2 separate regions of the Xenopus tropicalis genome follow, and region 2 is linked to region 1. A link is a contact called in public Hi-C data. All regions are on one chromosome and are shown on one strand. The core of a region is the stretch at or near the end of the contact, and the rest is flanking DNA. Distances in the headings are between cores, read along the strand shown.

The links. Hi-C and Micro-C count contacts between places; a contact is called where the count stands out from the background.
Region 2: a contact with region 1 is called in a Hi-C map of neurula embryo, with 2.5 times the contacts expected there. The contact joins two enhancer-like sites. A contact is called at or near these places in 3 of 5 Hi-C or Micro-C datasets (brain, gastrula embryo and neurula embryo).

Annotation. Positions count from the first base shown.
Region 1 is chr7:25,324,384-25,327,015 of UCB_Xtro_10.0, reverse strand. cyp26c1 (cytochrome P450 26C1) reads left to right here. Exons shown (of 7, transcript XM_031905723.1): 6 at 1-341. Among named protein-coding and RNA genes, the nearest start is that of cyp26c1, 11 kb to the left of the region's middle. Within about 2 kb of position 1,310, at least 1 of the 11 cell types and tissues checked has an H3K27ac peak or open chromatin away from gene starts, as enhancers often do. A contact at or near this core is called in neurula embryo, where this site is marked.
Region 2 is chr7:25,427,481-25,430,112 of UCB_Xtro_10.0, reverse strand. All of the region lies in intron 15 of exoc6 (exocyst complex component 6), which reads left to right. Among named protein-coding and RNA genes, the nearest start is that of exoc6, 80 kb to the left of the region's middle. Within about 2 kb of position 1,287, at least 2 of the 11 cell types and tissues checked have an H3K27ac peak or open chromatin away from gene starts, as enhancers often do. A contact at or near this core is called in neurula embryo, where this site is marked.

The sequences.
Region 1 (2,632 bases), core at 61-2,560:
TGATGGGCACTGAAGGGCAGGTGAAGACCCTATGGGAACAGACTAAACAGCTGCTCACTGATAGAACTGATCAAGACCCACAGAATTCTTTATCAAGTAAAAATCTCGTTAATGGAGAAAATAGAATCCAGGAGGCACCCTGCAGCCATGATAAGTCCAACTGCTCCCCAGTGCCAGGCAAGCTACAGAATTCTGTGTTTGAAGGAACCTGCCAGCAAAACATCAGCTTAGAGAAGCTCAAGAGCCTCCATTACCTGGACTGTGTGGTGAAAGAGGTTCTGCGCCTGCTTCCCCCAGTCTCGGGGGGCTACAGAACAGCACTTCAGACGTTTGAGCTGGATGTAAGTATAAAAGAATCATACATTGTGGCATGTACATACATACATGCATATATACATACATTTCTTTATTGGCATGCTACAAAGTTAGTAGGGCCCTTCACCCAGGGGGCAATAATTATTAGTAACTTGGTCACTTGGGCTCCCTGTGTGGTGGGCCCTGCCCAGGGTCTCGCCAACCCAGACCTGATCCCTTCCAAGATAAGTATAATGTATGTGCACTCTAGGTGGGGTGTGAGGACCCCTCGGGGGCGGCAGCCTAGGGTGTGCCCTGCACACCCCAGTCCGACCCTGGCCCGGCAACAATAAAATGGGGTAACAATTAAAAAAATCCTACCCATGGTCCACCCACACCCTGCAAGCCCTTAACCCGTTAAAGAAAGAAAGATAATAGATTAGTCAAATAATAGATAGATAGATAGATAGATAGATAGAATCAGTGATCCATTACAGTTTATATATATATATATATATATATCAACAAAATGTAGCAACAGGCACTCACGCTAAAAAAGATTAGAGATGCCTGGGTGCCGTCCAAAAACGAATAAATGTAGCAAAAAGTAACCAGTACCGAACTCACAGGACTTATTCAAAGCTCACAAAATTTATTAGAAAATTGTGTCTAACGTTTCGGCTACCACTGCAGCCTTTCTCAAAGACTGAGAAGAGAAAGGCTGCAGTGGTAGCCGAAACGTTAGACACAATTTTCTAATAAATTTTGTGAGCTTTGAATAAGTCCTGTGAGTGCGGTACCGGATACTTTTTGCTATATATATATATTATACAGTCAGGGCTCAGAACCTCGCCAGTTGAAGCTGCTGCAGGTCTGATAGAATAGCAGAGCTGTCAATCACTCACTCTGAGATGACTTTACCAGTGATTGACGGTACTTAGCCCACATGGTAATACAGTAGCCATGGGCTTTAGAGTACTTATCTCAGTGATGGACAGATGACCTCCCACAGTGGCCAAAATCATTACAATCTCACAAGCCCAGCAGGACATTAGCCCCCTGCTAAACTGCCCAGCCCTCCACAGATCTCTGCCCATGTTTGAGATTCTCTGTATAAGAAAACAACTGTCACCAAGGTTCTCCTTTTATACTTGTTCCAATAAAAACCTTTAAATAACTCATGATATCAGGGCAACTTCTGGGGATCCCAGCTCGAGAAATAAAAACATATAAAGCAAGAATGTGCAACCTGTGGCCCACTGGCTGTTGTTGATCGGCACAGGTTGAACATCTCTGAAAGGAATAGTAAGCGTATCATACAGCTGTTACACATTGCCCCACTGTGTATTTTGTACCATCTCTGATAACATTTTTAACTAATGGGTTCAGAACAAGACTGGGTGGGGGGGGGGGCAGTGCAGGGCAAAAGTAGGTGCCTTCCTTCCCCCTATCCTCAGGCCTCTAGCAAGAAAATATAGGCACGCTTCACCCTAAGTATAAGGGCATGACTTGAAATACCACCCATGTAATCGTGATCTCCCCTTCTGCTAGTCTCCCTGCCATGCCTACCCTCACAGATGCCGGGTCTAGTTACTCTTATGTTAAGCAGGCCATCATACAAGGGAAGATTTAAGCTGTTGATTTGGCTTTTAGACCTAGGGACCAATTTATCAGTGTGAAATAAAAGCTCACCATGAGATTTTTAGAGCATTTATCAATAGGTGAAAGCTAGAGTTCACCACGTGATAGATACACCTTTAAAAAAATTCCATAGAAATGAAGTGTGTTGGAATTCTACTGTGGTGAGCTCTAATTTCTCACTTTAAAAAAATCTTCCCCCCCCCCCCAGTTAGCAGCTTATCTGCCCATGTATGGGCCCTTCCAAATAGATATCTGGCCAAAAATCATCCCTTGGCCAAATTATCGGATTAGCCTGGTATTGCCCAGCCCAATGTTGTCATCATGTGTATGGACAGCATTATACTATCATGTTTATCTGAAACTGCCCAGCAGGGCACCTAAACCATTTGAGCCCCATGCCATGTAGATAATTTACGCTCTCAGATTTTGGGTTCACGTTAAATGCTCTTTCTGATCTTAAACCAGTCCTGTGTGATATAAATCCCAGTATAAAGTACTGTAGAATTGAAGCTCAGGTCATTGCTGTTTGTATATTGAGTAATATCAGTCCTTAGTCTTTTCTGCTGCTAAAAACATGTCAGATTTCTACCATTGTCTCTATTGTGCCCAAATACATGGCATGAATATAACACATACAACTCTGCACTCCCCTAATGGGGAAAAGCATAAGATAAGCATGACAAATTCTAAAATTCCT
Region 2 (2,632 bases), core at 38-2,537, 100 kb before region 1:
GGCCAGACATACATGTTAGGCAACATCAGCTAAAAAATGGGCAAAGTTGTGTCTTTTACTCCCATACTATTTCCTGTTACAGAGCTGCATTATTTCCTGTCAGCTGATCTCTGAGGGAGCACATAGCCCATCACTAAATGGTGGATCAAGAGAAAGGATATAAAAGGGAAATATTTACTGATATATATATTCCAGTTTGGTAAGATTCTTTAATAGACCACTAGAAAATATCTATTGGTTACGTATTTAATCTGGGGGTATAGTTTCCCTTTAAAAAAGGCAATTAAATGCCATATATGTTTTGATTGCATTTAGCGTGTATTTCAATAAACTTCTATTCAAACACCTGCATGTAGGAGGCATTTTTCATCTACTAAACTGTAGCTCTCCAGCAACAGCCTATAAAGGGAGGCCTTAAGGGACATAAAGGTTTCAATCACAGGCCAAGAATGGGCTGGGAGTGTTGGGGGATGGTTTGGGGTAGATTCCAGGCATGGAATTTATTTCAAGAGGCCCAGACAGATGGTGGCCTAATAACTTGGGCCTGCTACTGGCGGGACAGCCTTGCTAATTCAGTAGTATTGGGCGCCATGATTTTTTATGGCAGCTCTGCCCAGCAGTCATACTCTACCTAGTAATTACATATATGCAGGCAGGATGCATTTCAATGTGGGGTAAAAATGCTGCCCAATACTTTAGCTAGTGGATACTTGAAAAAACCTTTGAGAGCTAATTGTTTGGGCATTTAGGACCACTGAAATACTTATTTGTAGCTGGTCATTTACAAAAAAAAAGATATTTCTGAGGCCAAAAACTACAAAGGGTCCAAATATTCACTGTCCCTGAAAATTAGGGACATCTGCCAACCATACATTTGCACGGAGTGCTGTGAGCAGATAAGCTACATGATACTGTTCCTCCAGCAGTTAAGCCCATTTATCTTGCCCTTATCACTACTTGCTTTAACCCTGACCTGGAAGTTATTGGCGCAAACGGAAAATTGGATTCCCCAAACAGCATGCTCTGCATGGCAAATCTCAAGATCTCTCAAAGTATAGGAAGTTATACTTCACTCGGCATGAACTTTAATCCACGGATTTTCATGGGAGCAGTAATTGAACTCAGCATCGACGTCATTTGTAAATTTGTGCTAGAAACTGCAACCCGGCATTGTCATGTAAGGTGTTTGCTTTGTCTTAGCTGTGAACAGATTAACCTGCTCCTTTGTGATACTAATTTCAATTTGATTGCCTTTTAACCAGGGCTGATTTCAATGAGATAGGCTCCCAGCTGCACACTCAGCTGGAAAACAGAGAATCCAGCCGCCATTGCCAGTTTATCTTCTCATTCTTATCTCCTAATGGATGTAAATGACTGCAATTTCACACATCCTTAATTGGTACTGAGTGCAATTTACACATATTAACGAGTAACCTTTTGGCCTAACCTGTAAATATTTACTAACAAAACATATGTAAAAAGTGGCCGCTAACAACCAAGGCCGAAAGGGGGACCATTCACTGGCGCTTTTAAAGTAAAGCAAAAAGTGTGCTCCAGTGTTTGGAAAGTGCTCAGCGTACACAAGCACTAATTGTGTTTATGGTGACATTTGCACGCAACACCTTAAGTCCACATTGATTTAATTGGTGCCCTCACCATTTTTAGCACGTTAAGGTAGCCATACACATTCAGATTTTAGTCCTCTTCCATTGAACATTCGGATATCGATCATACGTTTAAATGCAACAATCTAAAACTAACATTCATACTGAAATTGTAGGATACAGCCCTAATAATAACAACATCGGAGGATGTTCTGAACATGAAATAGTTGACAGACGCCAATTGTGCAAAAGTGACTTTCTGGAAATGCATTGTAGGTCCCCCAAGAAAAATACATGCACAGATTTTATCATTATCCAACCCAAATTTTCTAACCTGTCCGACTGACTAAACGACCAACCACCATGGTATGAAAATTAACGGGGCGATAATTTAGAGCCCATACATGGTCCGAAAATTGTACAAAACAATATATATCTGTGTGTGTATGGCCAGCTTAAGACTGTAAAGCCCTCCCAGTAGACAGTGACATTTTTAAATAATGTTTGATTAAGGTCAAGTCACCTTAAGAATATGTATGTATTGTATGTATGTATATCTTTATTTATAAAGTGCTACTTATGTACGCAGCGCTGTACAGTAGAATACATTAATACAAACAAAGGGTTATTAAGATAATAGATAAATACAATGTATAACAATCAATATAAATAAATATAAGATACAGTTGCAATAAGTTAGGAGTCAAAGACACAAGAGGATGGAGGTCCCTGACCCGTAGAGCTTACAATCTATATAAATACAATCTATATAAATATCACTTTAAGAAACTAAATAAGCAGTGAGCCTAAATGGGCCCGGTGTAGGGTTGCCATCAGAACCCTTTAAAACCAGAAACATAAAATTGCCATGCAGGGGGCCATTAATTAGCAATGTATGTAAATGCAACCTGCAGGGGTGGGTAGTTAGACATTGAGTGCTTTTAACTACTAAGATTTCCCCCCCCCCCCCTTCCCATTTAAACAAAACAGAGATTGTTTGTCCATATAATGCAATATACTTTAGACTG